Linked DNA regions of Mus musculus: regions 1, 2, 3 and 4 are each linked to region 5. The links are chromatin contacts, called in public Hi-C, HiChIP or PLAC-seq and promoter capture Hi-C maps. All regions are on one chromosome and are shown on one strand. The core of a region is the stretch at or near the end of the contact, and the rest is flanking DNA. Distances in the headings are between cores, read along the strand shown.

Region 1 (2,700 bases), core at 87-2,586, 320 kb before region 5:
GAATAAACCACCAACCAAAGAGTACACATGAAGGGACTCATGTCTCCAGCTGCATATGTAGCAGAGGGTGGCCATGTCAGTCATCAATGGGAGGAGAGGCCCTTGGTCCTGTGAAGGTTCTGTGCCTCAGTGTAGGAGAATGCCATGGCCAGGAAGGGGGAAGTGAGTGGGTTGGTGAGCAGGAGGAGGAGGGAGGAGATAGGGGGGTTTTGGAGGGGAAACTAGGAAAGGGGATAACATTTAAAATGTAAATAAAGAAAATATCTAATAAAAAAGAAACCAAACAAACAAACAAACAAACAAAGAGTCTACAAATGAAGAATGAGCCATCTTATACACAGACTCAGTCTTTGGGTATTTCTATGTTGAGAAGAAGTCCTAAAAATACCACAGATTACATTTGTGATCCAATTTAGATGGGGCTTATTGTCAAAGCAGATCATTACTGAATAACACTAGGAGAAGGCACTTGAACTCTTTTCAAGGGAAGCTGTTTATGTTCAGACAGAAGTTAAAGCCATCTTCTTTGTGTGCGTTGCATCCTAAAACACACTCTGAGTACCACAGCCTTCTAAGTTGAGTTGGCTTGGCTATGTACTGCATTAAAAAAATAATCTATCTTAACTATTATTTAGATTGATTCTTTCCTTAAGATTTGCTTTAATTTTAATTATTTGTATGCACATATGTATGTGTGGGTCATTTGCCTATATGAGAGTGGGTACCCATGGAGGCCAATAGAGAGTGCTGCATACCTTGAAATTGGAGTTGTGAGCCATGTGGTATGTGTACTCTGAACTGAACTCAGGTCTCCTTTGAGAGCAGAACTCAGTCTTATGTGCTGAGTCACCTCTCTAGTTCTTGTTTGGAATGGTTCTGGAAACTACCCATTGTGAGATCTCCATCTAATCCTTACTGAAGCAGAAGTGCTCAGGGGTGACAGGACACAGAGCACAGTTTGGAGTTTTCAGAGGAATGGAGAGCTGTTCTAGAAGTCTCCTAAGAATACATTTTCCCTTGATGCGACTTCACCGTCTCCTGCCCATGGCATCTGGTATATCACAGATAAAGTGGTTTATGATGACTCTTTCACACACTGTGAAAGCTTCAGGATAAGTAACGTATATGAAATAGATAAGTACAGAAGACTCCATCTGAAAAATGACCAACAACAGGGATGCTCGAGCTATTTTAAGATTAAAAGAAAGCCAGGATCTACAAATCCACATTGCAGCTGGCTTCAGCAGTTGCTCTCTTGCCTCCTGGCACCTAGATGCATTGGTGAATTCCACAATGTTTGCACAAAGTGCCTATTAAACTTATTTTTAAGGAGGTGATTTGTGTTGAGGGGTTTGAAGGGCAAAAACTGTTGGAAAGGAAGTAAACACATCAAGTGTGGTCACACTCCTTAAAATGAAGTTTATAAACTTGAATAGGGTTTCCAGGAAACACAGGGAAACTATGGTCTCTATCATTGACCTGATGGCTGTCCAGAAGAGGACAACAGCCTGACAGCAGTCTTTTTTCAATTAGTTGTAACACACAGTGGACTGACTATCAAAATATTATGCCTTCATCTGCATTCTCACTTAAAATCACAGGGATGTAATGGTCCACATTTCTAGCCCATTCCAGCCGTCAATGAGTAGAAAAGCCCCCCAAACCATGCAATGTGAATTTCCTATCATAATAGAGTGAAAATTAATTCTGCTATTAATTCTCCCAGATAGGGCAATGTGGACAGACATTTAGCAATGAGTTATATTCTCAGTCTGCTTTTTTTCTAACATGCTATGAAAGATAGATTCATAAACAAACATCGAATATACCAGACTCCATGCTCCCCAATAAATCTTCATTATTTTAGTTCCTGCTCTGGGCCAAAAGAATGTTTTGCAATGTTTACAGATTTTTTTTTGGTAATCATTTTTATTTCTGTCACAGATAGGAACATATAATCCCTGTTCTCATGCTGGGGCCCAGGAACCATTATCAGTATTCAATTTCCAGTTTAATAAAATGTATATTTTTACTGGAAGATCCCAACCAAATTAATTGTTTTGGAACATAAACCATGGTAGGTGTGACATAGTTCCTCAATCCCTACTTGTTCTTTGAATCCATGTTGTTTTTGGGTGAGCAGAGTATGGCTAACAGTGAGTGTTCACTGTTAGGAAGTCAGAGAGCCTTTGTGATGTGATACCATGGTTGCATCAGGAAAAGGGGTTCAGCTACCTCACCTGGGTGGAAACCCCATGAGATGGAGAGATGACAGAGTGACAGGGATGAGGGGATGAGCTATGCCCTCTGCAGTGAGAAAATGTTGCACAATTTAGCTCACATCTTTCAAGATAAATTGGTCTCTGTGGCACAGATTATAAACTTGTGCTCAATGCTAGATGTGGTGGCGAAATGAAGAAAGGAATCAGTTGTTTCTTGTTCTCTATGTTTGTATGATTTTCACTACATATGCAAAGTAGGTACCAGATCTGGGAATGCAATTTTTTTTTGCTGGTTTTTCTTTCCTTCCTTCCTTTTTCTCATTAATTAATTTATTCACTTTATATCCCAATCACAGGTGCCCCTCTCTCCTCCCCTTCCAGTCCCACCCTCAAAAACCCCTTCTCCCATTACCCTCTTTGGCCAGCATGTCACAGTGTCCGGGGAAACTCCCATGCCCTGTGACAAGACTTGCCATTA
Region 2 (2,700 bases), core at 42-2,541, 500 kb after region 5:
CCTTAAGCAGCATTGATGGCCCTGGGTGAGATGAGGTCTTAGTCAGCAGAAGTGGGAACTGAAACATTCTTAGTCATCATCTGCACCTGCCTTGTGGTCAGGGCTTTCTTGTAAAGCCTATTTTGCTGTGACATTCCGGGAAAGGTGTGTTCACCACAACCTTCTAGTGGAAGGTCCCTAGCATGCTATTCTAGCAAGGTCATTCAGTGGACATCTTATGTTCTCTAAGGTCACACATTCCCACAGTTAGAAGACAAATGATCTGAGATGGAAAGGACAGGTAAGGACAAAAGTTTGTCACTTAATCAAGATCATCTAAAGCTAAGTATGTATGTCAATGATAGAGCACTTGTCTAACATACATGGGCCCTGCGTTCCAGCTTCAACATCAGCATAAAAATAATAACACCAATAAAACTATGCAGCATTATTAAATATGGCACTAACAGATGTGACACAATCTGCTTTCTATTTTTCATGCACACACTTGCTTTTCTTTTCTTCCTGTCCTCTTCCTGAAGTAGCCAGCATGTTCATTACACACTATTCACAACAGCTAAGACACCAAGTTTGCCTAAGTGACCATCAACATATGAATGGGTAAAGAAAATGTGCTATACTAATCTTTGAAAATGCCACAAAGAAACATTACTTTGGAAGCATACTTAGCATATTATAGATGTGTGCGTGTGCGTGTGTGTGTGTGTGTGTGTGTGTGTGTGTGCATGTGTGTCTTAATTAGCGTTTTTACCACTGTGAACAGACACCATAACCAAGGCAACTCTTTTGAGGACAACATGTAATTGGAGCTGTCTTACAGGTTCAGAGGTTCAGTCCATTATCAAGGCAGAAGCTTGGCAGCATCCAGGCAGGCATGGTTCAAGAGAAGCTGAGAGTTGTACATCTTGTTCTGAAGGCAAACAGAAAACTGGCTTCCAGGGAGCAAAGTAAGATGAGGGTCTTAAAGCCCACATCCACAAGGACACACTTCATCCAACAAGGCCACACCTCTCTGGACCAAACATATTCAAACCATTACAGGGTATATATACTACGTGAAGCTGTGATCCATCAGTTGGTAATGCTCTCCTCAAAGGCCATAGACTAACAAAACCTCAGTGCCAGGCATGACTCCAACTTGAGTCAGTGATCAGTGGAGTACAGTTCAGAACCGTTTGGAAAATTCCATCAGACCCCTCCCCTCAGGAAGGGGAAGGCTAATTAACATTCCACAGGACAGACCAACAGTCCCCCTGCACGTGGGGGAGGCCTAGAGGGCAGCCACCTGCAGGGGGCGGGGTTAGGTCTAGAGCATGTAAACACTTTCTGTAGAACAGACCCTGGCACCACTGTCCCTAGAGACCAATCAATTTTAAAGTCACACTCTTCTGCCAATCACATTGTGGCTAATGGCTGCTGCTCTGAAAAGCTGTATAAAGACTGACCAAACAGGCCATGTTGGGAGCTATTAAGACAACTCCTGATCTCTAAATTGGGCCTCTCCCCACCGAGAAGAAAAAAGGGTCAAAAGCGGGCCACCGACACATGGATTCCGAGAACAACCTCGGGATGCTCCAGCCCTAAGTCATCACCGATGTCCTGACCACACCCTGATACCACCAAGTTCCTGCTTCCCCGTGTAGCTGCCAAAAGAAAGAATTTCTATTGCCCCCCCATAAGTACTTCTTTTGCTTGTATTGCCCTGCCCCTCCCACTGATAAGTATCTGAACTTCCCCTTTTGCTTGTGCATTTAAACCTCGGGCCTGGCTAATACATTTGGGGCTTTGATGCATTCCAGAACCTTTCCGTGTCATTATTCGCACAAGGCCCTCGTCCTTCTCTAACCCCCCCCCATTTGGTTCTTAGGAGGAGGCCCCTCAAGACCCTCGAAGAACCTGCTGGACGGGTCAAGGCTGGGGGGGGGGGAACCATCTCTCCTTGTAGGACCCCAACGCATCGGAACAATAAATTGCTCTTGTTTTTACATTGATTCTCAGCTCCACATGATTCACTCAGGGGTCCCACCCCCATAAGCTAAGGCTCCCCAGAGTCTTACACAAGACACTTCCAAAACAATACAGACTATTACCATATGCAAGCAAAACATTCATATGTTTTAACCGTACACAAAAATTAAAAATATTTAAATAAAGAAAAATATCCCTAATGAGACAATAGTGGTACTTTTATCTTGTGGGTAATGAACAGCTGTCTAGTTTGGCTTAAGACAAATTCATGCCTGGTGCTTTAAACCTAGTAAACTACCCATGTCTGGAGACCCAAGAGGAGAACCCACTACCACCGTCTTTCTACACCAATATAATTCTAACTGTATCCTTAACACTGATCCTTATGCCTACAGATAAGTGTAGCTATCATCCTCATCAAAGCAAGTTTTTTGTGAAAAAGATGGAGGTTGTTACAGAGCGACACAACTGTTCAAAAGGTAGAAAGTAATTTACTATGGTGTCTAAACCCAACTAACACAACTACAATGCAGTCACTACCCCTAAGGCTAAATGAGCATTTTGGAGGAAGGGGAGAAAAAGTTTTAAGAGCCAGAGGACAGATCTGTCACCTGTTGCTTAGTAGTATCCTCCAGACATGACAGACAGGGGAACTCATGCCGCTTATAGCTCAGGTACACAGCTGCCTGAACAAGACCTGCATAATGGTAACACCACTTAACATGACAACAC
Region 3 (2,700 bases), core at 54-2,553, 280 kb after region 5:
TTATTGTCCTTCATTTCATGAATTTTAGAGAAGATTATAAAATATTTCATCCACTGTCATGGGTCCTTATTCTGAGAAATTAACTAAAAGCTTCAGTAAACCACTAGAACTAAACACACATATTACAGCTCACCATTCACCACCGACAGAAGATACACTATTCCCAGGATCCATTACTATGAAGAGATGACAGCATGTCCACTTTGATAAAAGTAAAACTAAGGCTCAGAGAAAGAAAAACACTGTCCCAAATCTACTCACCTGTAAATGGTGGCCTCAATATTTGAATGGCCATCACAACCACCTTATTGGCATATACTGTTTGTTACACACCATCCTCATAGTTTCTAGTCCAGAGTGCCTAACCCTAACCCTAACCCTATCTGCACTTCTAGTGCCTTTTCTATGTAAATTGTTGATAGTTTTAAATAAGTATGAGGACCTGGAAAGGAAGAATGCTTCCCTCAAGTCAGGAGACCTGAAATACTGTTCACAAAAGAGGTGACCTTTGAACTGCACCCTTGAAATATGACTAAGAGTTTACTTAGCAGAGGAGACACCTAGGGCAAGGTTCCTGGAGCCAACACAAAGGGATAAGAACTCAATGTACATATTGGAAGGCAGGGGATTGACCTGGAGGAGACACAAGAAACTTTTCCTTCTTATTTCACTGAAATAAGAAGGCAGAAGAAAATGATAAAGACACAAATAAAATTAAGAGTCTAAGAAGAAAATGAAAAAAATAATTATTGCTTGCTAAGATCCAAACTGTCAATTTAATGTCCCAGTTCCAGGAAACCAAGGACAATTGTCATAAGTATTTTCTCATTGCTAGATTTCTTTAAAAATCATCACCTGAAAATTCACCTGAAGAAGTTCTGAATTTTACATATACCATTATTGTCTTTGCCGAACCAACTGCATCTTTCTTGCTTTTGTTTTTATCCATATCTTGAGTCCACTTAAGCTTTCCTCTGTACAAGGAGTCTCAGGAACACCCCTGACTTCATGGTCAGAGTCTAGATCTACTACTGAGCTTATACTCACCCCCAACTGTTGCTCATATTTTTTGGTACTAGCACTTCTTAAGAAGGGAGGGATCTGAACTGGTTGTTAAAAGTTGATCTTTATTAGTAGAGACAGTTAAACTTCAAGAGCTGTCACAATGTAATACTGCGGTATCTGTGGTTGTTTTGGAGTACAGCAAAAACACGTTGCACAATGCAAAACCCAGCTGCTTGTCTTTCCTGTGCAGTGAAGTATAATTCATTGGGGAGCTGATTTCTGGTTATTAGTGTACACCCATGCTCCAGTTCCACTCTCCCAAATAAAGTCTTTGTCTGACAGATGTGGAGCAATCTTCCCTAGACCATAGCTACATCTGGCACACATAGAATATCACTGTCAATATCCCAATGGCGTCACTATGTTTGCATCACATACTCTAATGTATCATCATGGTTCCTATCTGAGATAAAGGTTCAGAAAGATCTTAGTCTAGAACTATTTCGAGGATATAATTTCTCTGCTTACAAGAGGATAAGAGTTTCCATGAAGCAAACCAACTCATAACCCAGGTCACAATGAGAATGACTTGGAGCAAGATGCTCAGACACTGCCTCTCAGTTTTCCTCTCTGCAAGGCAAGACAGAGAATCCACGTCATAAAGCTTTCAGAAATAGTAATGTACTGTAGCTGTTAAATCAGTTAAGACATCTGGGGGTACTGGTACACACCCCTGATCCTAGCACTGGAATCAGGTGAGCGTCTGTGAATTCAAGGTCAACATAGACCATGTTGTCAGTTCTAGGACAGACAGGGCATTGCAGAGAGACCTTGTCTCTAAACAAACAAATGAATGAATGAATGAATCAGTTAGGATATAAGAAGCATAAAGTACTTACTAAACTTCAATATAAGATTGCAATTTTCCCTCAATTTGTTGAACTCTGTTGTTATGAAAAATTCAACGCTGTAGATATATTTAGTCCATTGTTTACCAAAATTAGATGAAAACCTTCCTAGTATTAGAGGACATTTGTATTGCACCAATCTGGGTGGTGTTTTGCAAGGATAAAAACAACTTGAACTTGTTCAGGGTACATTTGTTTCCATTTTGGTTTGTTGGCCTCCTGGGCATGCTGGACTTCAGAACAGTTAAGAAAACAAAAGAGTCTCCTGGAGTTGACAGTCTAGCAGGAAAAAATGAGGATGTTCTACCCAAGAACTGGGAACACAGTTTTGGAAATGAAATTATTTGCAGTGTAATGTTGAAGTGCTGTGTTCTTCCTGTGTTCTTTCTACTTGATTTATTTTCTGTATCTTAACAAGCTTCTTTCTTCTAGAATTCCAGGACTTTCAGTGAAGTATATAAGGATAGCCCCAACATAGAGCCATGAAAATGTCATGAGATTAATTTCATTGGTAGTGAAACTATTGTCTCTGCTGCCATCAGGGGGATACATGAAATTGTGTTTTTATAAAAATGGAGTTTCACAAAACAAAAACCAAATCTTAGTATACGTAAATTAAAGCTAAGTTATAGCACACGAAGAAATAGTGCTGATTCTGGAGAGAGAATACAGCTGTGTCAGAAGTATATTTGGGGATGGGAGATTCATTGAAAAAGATGTGGGTGGAGATAATTACTAACATAATTCTAAGAATACATGGAACGTATAAAATTTAAAGCAGGGCTGG
Region 4 (2,700 bases), core at 96-2,595, 350 kb after region 5:
AGGAAAAGCTTGTCAAACACTTGGCAAACTCTTCAGTTTCCATCCAGGGACCACAAATGTGGGAATACATTTACATGAATTTGAAAAGAAAATATTTGTCCCACAAACACAGACACTGACATTTCAAATTGGGAAAATTAACAGAGATAAAAGTACTGCTGACATCATTTAGGAGAGAATAAGAACCATGCAATATTTTCCATTTATCCCCCCACCCCAGTAGACTCTATCTCTCTTCTTTATCTCACCCACAGGATAAAGCTCACCCTTCCTGTGTTAATCAGATTTTCTTTGTGTTGTTGTGATTAAAGTACTTGGGAAAAACAACTTAGAGGGAGAAGGATTTACTTTGGCTGGAAAATTGAGTTCATGGCCAGCTGGCTGTACTGTTATAGGCTTAAGGCAAGGTAGACTATCATGGCGATACAATGGGTCCTTTGGATGAGGATGCTTCTCATCTCATGACCCCTGGCAAACACAGATGAGTGAGAGAGTTAGAAAAGGGGCAGGGACAAGATTGCCTTCCCAGCGGTCCTCCAGTTGACCATTTTCTCCAACCTGGAAAAGTTCCTCCATCTCCTAAAGTCCCCATTACTCCAATAATGTCATCAACCAGCAACAAACCATTTTTCATGTAGCCAATAGGAGAACCCCAGTCTTAGAATTGTCAGATCCTCACCTACTGCTTTCCTTACTGCTAAGGACAAAGCTGCGCTGCATTTTCTACACTTCTTGTGCTACTGGACTTGTTGGGTTTGTTGCTGATGATGTAGTTTTTACTTCTGCATGAAGGTTGTTACAATAGCTACCTGTTTTTCCTTGTGTCCTCTCGTCTCTTTAATTCAAATAGATGAGACCAAGCTACCCAGCCACAGCCTGGAAGGATCTTAGTAACGCACCAGAGTCCCTGTCCCTATGACCTGCACTGAACTTATACAGAAGAAAAAGATTTTTATGTTGTTTCCAGTTCTCCGGTTGTTTGTTACAGTGTATAGTGTAACACTAGTAAACTACCCTTTGTTTCTTTTGCCTCAAATTTCTCTTTGCTTCATCATACACAAAATTTCTATCTAATACCAAACTAAAAGTACAGATAGGAACTGGGTTCTGCGTAAACTGACACAAAAATGCTATCCATCAACTGAAAAAAAAAATTCTGAGTGTGAATTTGGTGCTTGAATACCCAAGACGTAGTTACTGTCAAGCCTCACCACCGCCAAGAAACCTGTTACTCTTTGAACGTCTAAAATATTTTGTTTCATTGTCAAAGTGTCAGCCATGGCCAAGCCAGTAGGAACTTTGACAAAGGGTCTCTCAGCTGGAGTTCCTCTTTGCATTTTCCCATTCATGACTCATCTCATGGCCATCCTAAAGCCATTTCCTCCTTTGCTATCATAACTCACATGTAAGAACAGAAGTATTCTTACGGTAGGATGCTGACCTTGGAGATCCACAGAGAGGCTTCGGGATGAAAAGGAGATGAGATCATTTTGTGTGGAACTTACATCACTATGACTTCAGAATCATCAAAGTGCTAAATTAAGTTAGGCCATAACTTTGGGTCTTGATAGAAGTATACAAACACTCAACAGCATAATAGGCAACTCCACAGACCAGAGATGTGTGGCGAAAGAAGGAAACTCAAGTAGCCAAGTGGAATTAGTCTTATCTTGTAGCTATTACCGAGTTTCCCACATGTAACCTTTGGGAGCAGTCTGCTACAGTTATTTGGCGATTAAAAAACACAGGGAACTCATTAGAAATCCAAGCCCTGTTTGACACATTGGAATTTTCAACCATTGTTTCTAACTGCAACAGCGTAAAATAATAAACTTAGATGTTCTAAATGTGGCCTTTGGAACTTTCTGTGTTGATGCTATCATGAGCACACATATTAAAAGTGAAATGGAAGATGAATAGTTTGCAGGGTAAAGAAATATTTTCCATCTTCACAATCTATGGTTTCAAGGCTCCCTTAAGACCTTAAAATGAAGTCTACTTGGTGGTCTCAACTCTAACCCCCGGAGAATGTATTCCACATCTCCAACACAGAACACCTGATTCTGCAGAATTTGACACTTTCTTGCAGCCTCCACACAGAAGAACTGGGGGACCTGACATGCATGGAAATTAAATTATCTTCCACCCTAGAGATATGCTGTCCTCCCAGGTCAGGGTTACATGGAGGTCAAAGGAAGGAGCTCACATTTCAACCAAGTCTGACCTAGACGTGAATCAACAGAAAACACAGCTTTCTGAGTTTTTGACAAGATGCTACTTCTTATATGATACATCATTGTATAAATAGAATAGACGTACTAAATTAATCAACTTAAAAGGAAAAAAATATTTTATTTTTTCAAATTAGGTGGTTATCTCTAGAGTCTGGAGTTGCCTTTAAATAGTGAGTTTGCCATGAGTTTACAGATGTATAAACATGTCATAGAGTCAGTCAATGTCAGAGAGATCCAACCCTTATTATTTCAAAACCTGCCAAGAAACTTGGAATCCTTGTACTTGGTTTTGTTGATTGGTAATTCACAATCCCATGGATGCCAGGTGGCTCAGAAAGAGTTAAAACAGAAAAAGACAGGACTCATACTCAAGGTGTTCATAAAAACACAGAAACACTTTTAAAGTGATATAGATTTTTTTCCAATAAGGATTGATCACTGGTTTTCATGGATACTTGTTCAGTAC
Region 5 (2,700 bases), core at 31-2,530:
TGTGCTACTGGAGTCAGTTCATCACAGCGGACGACCTCTGTCTGACTCCATTTTGGCTCAAGGACACTGCTAGGGATTGCATGACTGAACTGCTAAAGACACAAGCAGCAACCTTTGCTCCTGGTCTCCTGGGTGACCAAACCTCTCCTAACCCAGAGCTTGCTGGCAAAGCTTGTCTCCTGCAGTGTTTGTGCTCCTGGCTGATTGCTGCTACTGGCGCCCCCAAGTGCTGCAAGCCAGTCAGCGCGTCAGAGTGGTTCGCTCGGTGGCCCTCTGCCTCTGTGGAACAGTGCAGAGAACTCCGAGCCTCAAAGACTGACTTGAAAGGCTAGCCAAGGCCTCCGGGCGGGGGAGGGGTGGGAGTGGGGGTGGGGGAACGAGCGGGGCAGCGCTCAAGAGGCAGGACCAGAAGTTTCTGGCCCACTTCACCACCCACCCGGTTCCCCATCAGGCTTTTTATTCTTGCCTGGGATTTCCTCTTTGCAGAGGACGCGTTGGCACCCTAAAAGTGCCTCATCAAGCCTTGAGGTAGCACAAGTCGGGTCATTATCCCCTTCCTCACTCCTTGTTTGGATTAAAGTGTAATGTGTATATCGGGTTGGGCGAGGGATGAGGAAAACAGAAAGATTCAAGCACTTCAACGGGGGAAGAATGGTCCCTTATTCCCCCTCCTCTTTCTTTGGTCTTTTCGCCCCTCTTCCTTTAGTCCTCTTGCCTCCCCCTTTGTTCATCTCCCCCCCCCTATTCGAAGCGGAACCCCATAAAGCACCTACAGCCAGACAGTCTCACACAGCACATTAACCGAGAGGCTCAGGCTAAAATCTAACTGGGCTGTACACAGTCCACCAAGTTAACTTGCAGATGTTCTCCAGAGCTTTTCCAGCGCTCCTAGCTGGAGGCTGAAGCTGGGTGGGAGAAGTAAGAAGCCATGGTTAGTGGCAGTCACCACAAATAGGGACAACTTTTCCTCTTCATTTCTGCCTGTTTCCAAACTCCCATTCACTCTCGGAGCTGTGATCGTCCAGGAAGAGCTTTCCCGTGTTCTTCTGGAGGTGAACCCCAAGTTTTTAGTTGTAGAGTGAAGGAGGGATGGGAGGGTAGGAAAGGTGAGAGGCAGGAGAGACAGCCTCAGAAAGAGCGCCTGCTGGGGGAAGGGGAGGCAAGCGGGAGCGTGGGGTGGGGGAGAGAAACGTTTTCACTCTTTGTCACTCTTGAATTGGGGGCGGAGGAAAACCCACTGAGGAAAGCTATAAAAAGCTAAGAGGGCGGGGGAGAGCAGCAAGAGAGCACTGGCCCTCCGCGCAGCGCATCACTGCTTCGCTGGCAGGGCTTAGTGGCCCCGTGTGAACCAAGGGACAACTCCTAACCGCACCAGTGGGAGTGCGCTTGCTGGGACCTCCGCTCGCCTCAGCTCTCCAGAGTCCGGTGGAGGGGTTGGGGGAGACTCTGATCACCAGTCACAAACCCCGCGGACCTGGAAAAGAGGGACTTGAGTGGTGCAAAGGTTGAGAGCTAAAGCACAGGAGAGGACAGAGGAGCAGAGGAGCCGGGGGAAACAAGAGAAAAGAAAGGAAGAAAAAGAAAAAGAAGCAGCAGCTGGGGAGAACCCTGTGCGCGGTTAAGGGAGGATTCCATCACCGCGGAAAATCGTGCAAAAGCGCAAAGGTGCTGAACACCAAACGAAGCCGGCAGGGCGATCTGCAGGGCTGGGTCTAACAGCACCTTGGGTCACGCCTCCTTGGCGAGAAGGCGTCTGGCCTTTGATTGCTTCCAGGGACTGCAGAACTTCCTGCCCGTCAGAGGAGCGGGTCTCGCTGGGGTCGCGTTTGCTCCAGGCTTGAGGCTTGAGACTAAGTTCTTAAGAGTCCCGAGTGTCTGATCCAGGAAGGGTTGGGGGAACTGTGTCTGTGAGGAGCCCACGCGCCCCACGTGAGGGGTTGAGTGTCGGCGGGCGTCCTCACTCCCCTGGCATTCCCATCTTTTCAGGGCTCCACCCAACTCCGGGAACCCCTTACCCGGAGATGGCCGCGCTGATGCGGGTCAAGGATTCATCCCGCTGCCTTCTCCTACTGGCCGCGGTGCTGATGGTGGAGAGCTCACAGCTAGGCAGCTCGCGGGCCAAACTCAACTCCATCAAGTCCTCTCTAGGAGGGGAGACTCCTGCTCAGTCAGCCAACCGATCTGCAGGCATGAACCAAGGACTGGCTTTCGGCGGCAGTAAGAAGGGCAAAAGCCTGGGGCAGGTAGGAAACCCCCCCAAACACACTCTTCAGCCAGGAGAGGTAGGGATCAGAGCTTTTGCATCTGCAGCTTGCCTTTGAGCCCTGCAAAAGTCAAAGCCTTGCCCAAGCCAGGTGTGGCGCTTCTGGCTATTTGGGAGGGGGTTGCTGAAGCTGGGTCTGCAGGGGTACCAGGACTTGGGTGTTTTGCTGGTCGCTGGGATGCTGGGTTACAGCGGGAGGTTTAGAGTTCTGTCTCATCTTTGTGTTGAGACATGAGTACTTTTAAAGATCTAGTGCGTTTCTTTGGCAAAGGGGCCAGAATGGTCCTTCCATCCAACAGGAGGCTGCAATGGATGTGAACAGGAGCTGACATAGCAAATGGGATGTGCTAGCCTTGATTCTAAGTGTTCACTTATTTAATCTTCACAACTCTGGAAGATAGGACCTGTTGACTTCAAATGAAAAGTTTGTGTATGCT

The links. Promoter capture Hi-C pulls out the DNA fragments that hold promoters and counts their contacts. A called contact is a pair of places that touch in the nucleus more often than the background predicts. HiChIP or PLAC-seq counts read pairs in DNA pulled down with a chosen protein or histone mark.
Region 1: a Hi-C map of uterus shows a contact between it and region 5, with 4 times the contacts expected there. The contact joins the enhancer-like site here to the promoter of Dkk2 in region 5. A contact is called at or near these places in 2 of 39 promoter capture datasets (both in the 3T3-L1 cell line), 1 of 484 Hi-C or Micro-C datasets (uterus) and 1 of 115 datasets of contacts at active chromatin or transcription factors (the NIH/3T3 cell line).
Region 2: a FOXA1 HiChIP or PLAC-seq map of pancreatic cancer cells shows a contact between it and region 5. The contact joins the enhancer-like site here to the promoter of Dkk2 in region 5. A contact is called at or near these places in 7 of 39 promoter capture datasets (the 3T3-L1 cell line, 3T3-L1-derived adipocytes, embryonic stem cells and 3 more) and 2 of 115 datasets of contacts at active chromatin or transcription factors (embryonic forebrain and pancreatic cancer cells).
Region 3: a promoter capture Hi-C map of 3T3-L1-derived adipocytes shows a contact between it and region 5, with 2.9 times the contacts expected there. The contact joins the enhancer-like site here to the promoter of Dkk2 in region 5. A contact is called at or near these places in 10 of 39 promoter capture datasets (the 3T3-L1 cell line, 3T3-L1-derived adipocytes, cranial neural crest and 5 more) and 1 of 484 Hi-C or Micro-C datasets (cortical neurons).
Region 4: a promoter capture Hi-C map of trophoblast stem cells shows a contact between it and region 5, with 4 times the contacts expected there. The contact joins the enhancer-like site here to the promoter of Dkk2 in region 5. A contact is called at or near these places in 9 of 39 promoter capture datasets (the 3T3-L1 cell line, 3T3-L1-derived adipocytes, embryonic stem cells and 5 more), 1 of 484 Hi-C or Micro-C datasets (embryonic fibroblasts) and 1 of 115 datasets of contacts at active chromatin or transcription factors (kidney).

The regions. Positions count from the first base shown.
Region 1 is chr3:131,768,800-131,771,499 of GRCm38.p6, forward strand. No RefSeq gene overlaps it. Among named protein-coding and RNA genes, the nearest start is that of Gm29865, 120 kb to the right of the region's middle. Within about 2 kb of position 1,337, at least 6 of the 459 cell types and tissues checked have an H3K27ac peak or open chromatin away from gene starts, as enhancers often do. A contact at or near this core is called in uterus, where this site is marked.
Region 2 is chr3:132,581,325-132,584,024 of GRCm38.p6, forward strand. No RefSeq gene overlaps it. Among named protein-coding and RNA genes, the nearest start is that of Gimd1, 47 kb to the right of the region's middle. Within about 2 kb of position 1,292, at least 13 of the 459 cell types and tissues checked have an H3K27ac peak or open chromatin away from gene starts, as enhancers often do. A contact at or near this core is called in pancreatic cancer cells, where this site is marked.
Region 3 is chr3:132,363,093-132,365,792 of GRCm38.p6, forward strand. No RefSeq gene overlaps it. Among named protein-coding and RNA genes, the nearest start is that of Gm30147, 120 kb to the right of the region's middle. Within about 2 kb of position 1,304, at least 2 of the 459 cell types and tissues checked have an H3K27ac peak or open chromatin away from gene starts, as enhancers often do. A contact at or near this core is called in 3T3-L1-derived adipocytes, where this site is marked.
Region 4 is chr3:132,432,941-132,435,640 of GRCm38.p6, forward strand. No RefSeq gene overlaps it. Among named protein-coding and RNA genes, the nearest start is that of Gm30147, 45 kb to the right of the region's middle. Within about 2 kb of position 1,346, at least 2 of the 459 cell types and tissues checked have an H3K27ac peak or open chromatin away from gene starts, as enhancers often do. A contact at or near this core is called in trophoblast stem cells, where this site is marked.
Region 5 is chr3:132,084,012-132,086,711 of GRCm38.p6, forward strand. It overlaps Dkk2 (dickkopf WNT signaling pathway inhibitor 2), which reads left to right and starts at 1,281. Exons shown (of 4, transcript NM_020265.4): 1 at 1,281-2,243. The coding sequence starts at 2,022.